3 separate regions of the Sus scrofa genome follow, and regions 2 and 3 are each linked to region 1. A link is a contact called in public HiChIP or PLAC-seq and promoter capture Hi-C data. All regions are on one chromosome and are shown on one strand. Each heading gives the region's core, a stretch centred on a gene start, on an enhancer-like site or on the middle of the called end of the contact. The rest is flanking DNA. Distances are from core to core; before and after follow the strand shown.

Region 1 (3,024 bases), core at 279-2,778:
TTTCCAGGCTGCTGCCCCATAAAGTAACAGTAGGCACCCCTTTCCGGAAGAGGGTTCAAGATCTTTCAGAATGGGCAGTGAGCTAGAAGGAAAACAGTATGTATGTGGGATTTCACATTCACTGCATCGCCACAAGTCAGTCACTGAGGTCAGTCACAACAAGGCATCTTCTCCCATAAGGAAAGGAAGCGAAGATTTCAGGTTGACAATATGTAAACAGGAGTTCCGATTATTTTCGCAGTTGATCAACTTGAAGTCATATCAGGGCAATGGGACCCAAGCTGCTTGATTTTGTGTCCTTTACTGGCTGAGTAACAGCTTCTTCCCTTTCAAGGAGAAAAACCTAAACAGAAATATTCACAGGGGATGCTGTAAGACGGTCAGTAAGGCTCAAGTCATTTCGATTCCCACACATCAAGGAAATGTTGCTTGTCTTTGGATGCGCCTCCAGAACTTTTCCTGGGGAAGTCACCCACCCCCTATCTCGGTGTCTTCATCTTCCGCGGCAGATTTCCTGCCGCACTAGCTGCCGCTCCTCGCCTGCTTCTCTACCCTGCTCTCCGGAAAAGGACACGGGTCACCCGGCCTTCAGAGAGAGCTGGCCCTCGACTCTGACGAGAAGGAATGCATTGCCAGCAACTTTTAAGTCCGCTTTTTAAAAGGCCTGTGAAACCAGTCCAGGCTTTTCCTTTGCATTAAAGTTTCTGGCTGGGCTGAGACTAAGGGGGCCGTAGGTGACATTGGAAGAAGTCAGGGCATTAGAGGCTCACGGGAGCAACCTGGGGGCAAGGGGAGGCCACTTGACAGCAGGAAGGGGATTTGAATGGGGGCTCCGAGGCCACACTTGAACCCAGGAGGCAGGAGCAAGGGGCGGCTCGGGGGTAAGAGGGAGGCTGCCAGGGCGGGGCGCGGGCGGCTTACTTCGGGAGCGACGCTCCTCCACGCCTCAGGAATCGGGGTGTCCCAGGTCTGGGGAAAGAGACCACCCTCAGGGTCCCAGAGTCGGGGCTGGGCTGGAAGGGGCGAAGGACTCCCGAGGCTCCGAGGGCGGGAAGCGGGCGGAGGGGGGTAGGCCCGGCCGCCTCAGCTGCCCCTAACCTGGGGGGGGTCTCTGCCAGAGACACCCCCTCCCCCGGCCCCGGACGTTGCTACGGCCGCCGCCGTCAGGCGGTCACATCCCCCGAGCTCCGCCGCGGGACCCAACCTCCCCCAGCAGGTTAGGGCCGTGGGCAACGGAAGGGCTCCTCAACCGCGGGACCCGGGAACCGGCTCCGGCTCCAGCGCTGCTCAGGGACGGTCACCGACCCCCGTGGCCGCCATGATGGATTACGAGCAGCTCCACAACGAGGCCAGGCCCCGCCCCTGGCCCCGCCCCCGGTGACGTCCCGTGCGCACCTCGCGGGGACCCGGACCCTCTCGGCGCCGCTTTCGGGTACGCCGCAGCGCCTTTCGGCTCCAGCCTCCTTGCCCGCGAGGGCCGGGTCCTGCAGGACCTGTTAAAATGTGGTTTTTTCCCGAGAGCAAGGCGAGTGGTAAGGAAGCTCCCGCCTCCCCTGTACTGCCTTTGGTTCGCGAGAATCCGGGTCAGGGCTCTCTCCTGCATCCCATTGGCCAGTAGGGACAGTGGGGTAGAGCTTCTAGCCAACCACCTTCGGCGCAGCTCGCAAGGCGTGGCGGGAGTTGTGGTCCTGCGGCGCCCGCCCCTGTCGGTGCTCACCCGAGGCTTGCCCTCTGCTCCCGCTCCTGAGCTTCGTCCCGCCCTCCTGGGAGCCGGTGAACTCTAGCCGGCTTCGCGTAGGGCTGGCCAATGTCTCCCCTGAGCTGTTAGTAGACCGGCGAGAAACCAAAGCAAGGAGAAAACTGCGGATTGGATTTTCCCAGAACCGGAGTTGGATCACTTCCTTGAGCCTCTTTGAGAAAATTTAGCTCGCTCCTGGAAACCAAGGTATTTGGTGCCTTCACCGCTCCACCCCCCGCCTCCATTCCCACCTTTTCTCCAAGAAACATAAATATTAGTACCAGCGAAAAATAAACAACTGGAAAGCATCCGACAGACTGCTAACGAATTATTTCTTCGGAATATCAGGAGGCTCATTCTAAAGAAACAGCATTTGTTAAGAGCCTTTCGGAGGCTAAGCCAGGCACAATCATAGACGTTTGGGTGAGCAGGAAACTTTGAACTTAAACTCATACAGTGACGTGTGTTAATTTTTTCTCAATAAAACTGGGGGAATAAAAGGGGAGGGGTTAAACAGTTCAGAGATGTACAGGTATTCACATGAAAACCTCTTAGTCGAGATTGTTTAGTAGGCCTGCAGAGCTAGCCAGTGACCCAGACACACCAAATCCACACCTGCCATAACCCATTTAAATATGCAACTAAAATGTACCCTAACCCCCAATTCACCACTCCCCATGTCTCCCCAGAGCAGTGCACCTACCAGACCAGGATATACCCATTTCTAAAGGATCCACTCATCACAACACGGGTCTATACTAGGCCTATTACGCTTTTCATAAACTGGATGCTCATTTAATCCTCACTGCAGACAGCGAGGCATGTAATATCATTCCCCATATACAGATGAGGTGACTTATGGTGGGCTCGTTCTGTAAGAGTCACTATTTGAGCCCAGACTGACCTTGCTCCAAAGCCTTTGGTTTTTTTTGTTGTACCACTCCCATAACTGTTGACCTGACATTAGGCAATTGACTTCTTAGAAGTCGCACTATTAGTGGGGGGACACCATAGTCATAGTACAGACACTGTACTTTCCATTATTGGATGGTGTATTTTAGACATTTCTGCCGGATTGGGAAATGGTGCTGATGAGTTTATAGATATTGGCTTCAAAAAAGTCACTGGGAAGTACTGAATTAGGAAGCCTATGAAAACGTGTGCCCAATTTTAGAACTGGAGTTTACCTTCAGATGTTGATTGGGTTAGCTTTGCTGTCAGAAAGTAGTCTGGCTGATGAACTTGGTCCTGGTTTGCAACTTATCCTTCAAACTTCAACACCCTTA
Region 2 (3,024 bases), core at 143-2,642, 51 kb before region 1:
TGAACAGCATCAGCCCATGGCAGGTGCCAGGCTCAATGCAGGCACTGGAGACACAGCAGACTAAGCAAGACAGCCACAGCCCTTCCCTGCATGGAGCTGACAGCGCAGTGAGGGACGGAGGCTTTAAGGAACTGCCACACTAACAGGGTTCATTCTACGCATGCAAAGTGCCAACAAGGACTACCACAGGTGCTAGAGAGTCTGACTGAGACTGGAAAGGTCTCTGAAAGTGACATGGAAGATGAGACCTGGAGGAAGTGTTAGCCAAAAAGAGGAGCGTGTGAGACTGGCAAGCAGGGGGACAATTCACCTAGAAATAGCAGGTGCAAAGGCCTGGGGCGAGGAAGGACCTGGTACAAGTATCAACATGAGGTGAACAGAATCCAAAACGGAACCTTTAAGAGGTTTCATCTGGGGACTGGTCAGATACAGGCAGTCCCAAGATCACCAACAGCATGACAAAAGCACATAAGGCTACATCTGCATGGCCTGTAACCAGATAACTTTGGTGTTACTTGGTCACCACATTTCCAAAAGGCCCTACTGCTTCCTTCCCAAAAGAGACAACCAAAAACCAGAGGATGAACCAACATAAAATGTATTTACTTTTTTAAAACGTAGTTTATATTTGGGGCTGATCATTTTCACACAGTGTTCTTTTTGAGAACATTCGAATTATAAAAGGTTTCCATGGTGCCAGAAAGTAGAGTGGCTCTATTAATACAATAGCCAAGGAGCTGTAAATATTAAAGCCTCTAGTAATCAAACTGAATGTCAGGCTTTGCCCGTAGTATCTCTCAAAATCAAATGCAACTTCGCCATATTTCTATTTTATCCTTACCAAGACATTAGCCACCTAAAAGTATCAAAAGTATAACACTGTTTTAAACCCAAAGCAATTCCCTGCACAACAGATTCTTCATTCACACACACACACACACACACACACAGTATATACATATATATGTATCTAGTTGCTCAGTTGAGGCACTTCGTTATCAAAGACACCACTTCCAACCCGTTTCTCTATAGAAACTTGTAAGTCCCCCTCTCCAAGCATAAAGGGATAAATGGTACGAGATCCTTTCGAGATTTACTGTTGGGATCAGAGTCTTTAACACACCTCAGGACTTTACAGACTTCGTTTCAGAGGTGAAATTGTACCATGTGACGCCATAAATCAGCAGGCTCCAACATAAAGTAAGAAATGGCGGAGGGCAGCAAAGAGGCAAAGAAGGATGGAATTTTTATAGTAAACAGCTTTGCCATTATGAATAATGACTGTTACTAAAACGTGCTGCTGCTTTTCCAGCATCTCTCTCCTTCTCCCTCTGTTGATCTCTGTTGCCATAGCTACCAAGTGAATCATCTTAACAACTGCATACACATCTCCAGTGCTGTTACTGCCACTCTGTCACTCCAGATCAGCTTTCATTCACCTGGCAGCTGCTTGGACCAGAGGCTGTTATCACATCACATGGGGGGCTGTTTTGTGAACAAGTAATTAGAAATTAATTCTTAGATTAAAAAAGTCATCATTCTCAATATATGATATTTAAATCTCACTTAATCATAACTTTCAATTAACTAGGAAATTTTTTCTTCCCTAATTACCACAAACTTTTTTTTTTTTTTTGTCTTTTGTCTTTTGTCTTTTTAGGGCCGTACCCGTGGCATATGGAGGTTTCCAGACTAGGGGTCTAATCAGAGCTGTAGCTGCTGGCCTACACTGCAGCCACAGCAGCTCGGGATCCAAGCCTCCTCTTCGACCTACACCACAGCTCACGGCAACGCTGGATCCTTAACCCATGGAGCGAGGCCAGGGATTGAACCCACAACCTCATGGTACCTAGTCAGATTCGTTTCCTCTGCGCCACGATGGGAACTCTCACCACAAACTTTTTTTAACTCTCAAGGAGAAAATGACAAATCTTCAAAATACAAGGAACTTTAAGAAAGTTCTAAGCTCTAGAGAATACCCTAGAGGTTAATACATATCTGGTTTAATGGCCTATGTTTTCTCTACCTGCAGTAATCCATAATCATCAACAGTATTAAAATAATGATTCTGAATTTCCGAGGAAAGATGGTGGCCTGAGCACATGTGCTTATCCCCTTCTCCTGACTGTGACCCCTTTAAAGTACAACAAAGGAATTCTCCAAAAATCTAAACCCGTAACAATGAAGGAACAGAAAGATTCAAGGAATCTCAAACTTTTTGGAATGTGAAAGCAGATGGGTGCACATCACCTTGGGAAGCAGAGCGGAGGACATCACAGCTGAGGAGAGTCTTGAAAGAGCAGAGTGATAGAGGGAGCCCACCTGCCAGGACAACCAGGACAGGAAGACAGCAAGCAGAGTGCAGGATGGAAGTGAGACGGGGCTGGGCGGAGGGAGGCGGGGGAGGACCAAGGATCCTACGTCTGTGCAAGAACCAGCAGGCCAGCCCAGCCAAAACACACGCCTGACCTACCCCTGCACACCCACTGACCCCCAGCAAGGCGGGATCTTCGCTGAAGAAATCAAAGTCTGGAAAACACAAACGTCGTACAAACTATCTGAGAGGGTTTCTTGTTTGCTTATTTGTTTGGTTTTTTTTGGCTGCGCCCCAGGCATATGGAAGTTCCTGACCCAGGGATGGAATCCAAGCCATACCTGCCACCTATACTACAGCTGTGCCAACTCCAGATCCTTTTAACCCACTGCGCAGGGCCAGGGAGCCAATCTGTGCCACCGCAGACATGATACCAGATCCTCAACCTGCTGTGGCACAGCACCAACTCCCTGAGACAGTTTCTTAATTCCTCAACTCGTTAATCAGACACGTATCCAGCCAATCTACAACCCCACCCCATACACAGAACTCCCAGCCCTCCTGTTCCTGCTTTCTTAAATACGAATGGACATCAGGGATCACCAGACTTGTGAGGAAAGCCTAGAGCAGCAGAGAAAAAGACAAGGACAAACAGATGAACCCTGAAGGAAACTGAAGAAAAATTAAAAAATCCCAAAGAACCAAACCCC
Region 3 (3,024 bases), core at 175-2,674, 33 kb before region 1:
CTCCAGCTCCGATTCAACCCCTAGCCTGGGAACCTCCATATGCCGCAGGAGCAGCCCTAGAAAAGGCAAAAAGACAAAAACAAAAACAAAAACAAAAAAAAACAAAAAAAAACAAAGACCTTTTCTTCACAAAGAAAAAAATCTGTGAGAGACTTCAGGGAGCGGGGGGTTTGTGGGGGGAAAGACTGACAGGCTGGAGAGAAGACAGATGTCACTTTGCTAACCTGGAGTCAATTATCAGATTTTTTTTTTTTTTTTTTGTCTTTTTGCCATTTCTTGGGCCGCTCCCGCGGCATATGGAGGTTCCCAGGCTAGGGGTCTAATCAGAGCTGCAGCCACCGGCCCACGCCAGAGCCACAGCAATGCAGGATCCGAGCCGCGTCTGCAACCTACACCACAGCTCAGGGCAACACAGGATCCTCAACCTACTGAGCAAGGCAGGGACCGAAGCCACAACCTCATGGTTCCTAGTCGGATTCGTTAACCACTGGGCCACGACAGGAACTCCAATTATCAGATTTTAATGATACGCCAAAGACCGTGAATAGTCACAAAAGGGGAGAAAATACATTTAGCCACCAAAAATTTTATGAGAAATTTTCTTCCTTAAAAAGAACAGAAACAGTACAATAAAGATTTATTATCCTAATATTTAAGCAGAAAAGCATCTCCTAATATTTTCAGTTCCTTTTACAAGGATCAGTAGTGCAGCCACTTGGAAAAATCAGACGCTCTCCCGCTTTCTAGAACCCCTGCCATCTGTAAGACTAGGAAGGGTGTGCGTTAAGAGAACAGAAGGAAATCCAGGAACAACAGGTCTCTACTACAAACCCGAGAATAACAGGAATCCTCGTTGGTAACAATGTCCCAGTTCTTAATAGTGTTAAGTCCCCACACCCAAGGACGGACCTAGAGGAGGAGGTAGAAGACCCAGCAGAGCAACTGCTTCTCCTTGGTGCAGCGAAATGACACCCCAACAGCACCAGGATCTGCAAGGAAGGCAGTGACAAAGCCAACCCCAACTGGTCTGTGACCCAAGCGTAAGAAGACGACATGTCAACCAGGTTAAATCGTGAAAACTAAACATCTGCAGCGTGGCCTGGGGTGAACCTCCCAAGGCTGTGACAGGAGCCTGGGCTCCCATCCTGTCCCCACACTGAGTAGATGAGAAGTGGCTAGTTAGTTACCGACGCTGCAGTGCTATGGGGAGGATTAAACCAGAGTCTGCACGCAAACCCCTCGGAGAATCCCACACACAATGTGCTCAGCAGTTACTACAGTAAATGGCAAACAGCAGCTGTCCTGGGAAACACCACCCCTGGCTCCACAGGAGTCTGCAGGGCAGTTGCCCCCAGGCTGCACTGCACGGTCCTGGAGAACCTTCCAAGGCCCCTTAGCAGGCCTCCCTTCCCTCTGATGAATGAGATCATGCCCTCGCTCAGTCACCCTCCCAAACCCAATGAAACAAGTACGACTTTGGCCAAATGACAGCTAGTAAAGAGAGAGCCAGGACTCCAGAACTTCTGGGCCCAAAGTCCTCACCACTCTGCAAATCAAAATGGGAATATGACGCACTAAGCACCCAGACGTGGCCCTGCTCCGAGTGAGCACTCAATGCAGATCAGCAAATCACCCAAGTAACTGTAACCGTACACCTTCAAGGAAGGCAGTCCTAATCCCAGTTCCCAAGTGACTAGGAAAGACAGTGCTTGGGGACACCGGATGCCGGGGGAGGGGGGGGACGATGACACAGCTTCTTAGCTTTCTCAGAATCCTCACCAAACTCCTCCAGGTTCTTGTATGAAAGTCAGCTTCTCAACGGCCCGAGCGCTCCCCACCAGCCGGCGTTCTCCTGCAGGGGGCAAGCAGCCCTTCCCAAGTGGGCTGTCTTAGAACAACCTGCTCTGAGCTCAGAGGACATAGGCGTGAGCAGCCTCAGTGTCTTTGCTTAGAAGGCAAACTTCTTCTACAAGGCACCCCAAACTGCCTTCCCACAAGGTCAGGAGAGAATTCTGCAGAATAAAATAGTCTGAGACCCCCTTTCTGTTTGGGACTCCTCTGCTCCCCTGAGGTGCAACTACACGGAAAGCACGGCAGCGGCACCAAGGGAGCCGGCTCTGTCCAGGCAGTGGCCTGGGGGAGGGAGCCCAAAGGCCCAAACGTCACAACCAGGAGTGCAAAGCAAGAAAGAGCTTTGTTTATTTTCATTTCCCTTTTTTTTTTTTTGCGCTTTTAGGCCCGCACCCTAGGCATATGGAGGTTCCCAGGCTAGGGGTCCAATTGGAGCTACCACTGCCGGCCTACGCCACAGCCATAGCAATACCAGATCCGAACCGCGTCTGCGACCTACACCACAGCTCACGGCAATGCCAGATTCCTGACCCACTGAGCGAGGCCAGGGATCGAACCCGCAACCTCATGGTTCCTAGTCGGGTTCATCACCACTGAGCCATAACGGGAACTCCCTCCTTTCCTTTTAAAATGCCCCAGACTGGAGTTCCCATCGTGGCATAGTGGTTATCAAATCCAACTAGGAACCATGAGGTTCGGGTTCGATCCCTGCCCTTGCTCAGTGGGTTAACGATCCGGCGTTGCCGTGAGCTGTGGTGTAGGTTGCAGATGTGGCTCGGATCCCGATTGCTGTGGCTCTGGCGTAGGCCGGTGGCTACAGCTCCGATTAGACCCCTAGCCTGGAAACCTCCATATGCTGCGGGAGCAGCCCAAGAAATGGCAAAAAGACAAAAATAAAAAATAAAATAAAATAAAATGCCCCAGACACACACCCCTCAAAACCTTCTTACCCTCACGTCAAATGGCAGAGGTCAGTTACCACATATTAGAAGGCGGCCGGGCAACCCGACGCTGCAAGGGCAGCAGCCACTGGCTCCAAAGGTACAAAGTTCGCTGAGCCATCCAAAGGTCATTCAACAAGCAGCAGCAACAGAAGCACCTTCCCCTCAACTCCCACGGCCCCAACCACTTCTCTTTTTTTGGCAAAAAGCTAGCGGGTTGCCTTAGCCACTG

Evidence for each region. Promoter capture Hi-C pulls out the DNA fragments that hold promoters and counts their contacts. HiChIP or PLAC-seq counts read pairs in DNA pulled down with a chosen protein or histone mark.
Region 2: an H3K27ac HiChIP or PLAC-seq map of skeletal muscle shows a contact between it and region 1. The contact joins the enhancer-like site here to the promoter of ABL1 in region 1. A contact is called at or near these places in 2 of 5 promoter capture datasets (fetal liver and liver), 8 of 47 Hi-C or Micro-C datasets (embryonic fibroblasts, epiblast stem cells, fetal heart ventricle and 2 more) and 1 of 2 datasets of contacts at active chromatin or transcription factors (skeletal muscle).
Region 3: a contact with region 1 is called in a promoter capture Hi-C map of liver, with 4 times the contacts expected there. The contact joins the enhancer-like site here to the promoter of ABL1 in region 1. A contact is called at or near these places in 2 of 5 promoter capture datasets (fetal liver and liver), 10 of 47 Hi-C or Micro-C datasets (embryonic fibroblasts, epiblast stem cells, fetal heart ventricle and 3 more) and 2 of 2 datasets of contacts at active chromatin or transcription factors (alveolar macrophages and skeletal muscle).

Annotation. Positions count from the first base shown.
Region 1 is chr1:270,760,145-270,763,168 of Sscrofa11.1, reverse strand. ABL1 (tyrosine-protein kinase ABL1) reads right to left here and starts at 1,528. Exons shown (of 12, transcript XM_005660524.3): 1 at 1,396-1,528; 2 at 1-343. The coding sequence starts at 20.
Region 2 is chr1:270,810,774-270,813,797 of Sscrofa11.1, reverse strand. All of the region lies in intron 2 of ABL1 (tyrosine-protein kinase ABL1), which reads right to left. Among named protein-coding and RNA genes, the nearest start is that of ABL1, 51 kb to the right of the region's middle. Within about 2 kb of position 1,392, at least 19 of the 83 cell types and tissues checked have an H3K27ac peak or open chromatin away from gene starts, as enhancers often do. A contact at or near this core is called in skeletal muscle, where this site is marked.
Region 3 is chr1:270,792,846-270,795,869 of Sscrofa11.1, reverse strand. All of the region lies in intron 2 of ABL1 (tyrosine-protein kinase ABL1), which reads right to left. Among named protein-coding and RNA genes, the nearest start is that of ABL1, 33 kb to the right of the region's middle. Within about 2 kb of position 1,424, at least 7 of the 83 cell types and tissues checked have an H3K27ac peak or open chromatin away from gene starts, as enhancers often do. A contact at or near this core is called in liver, where this site is marked.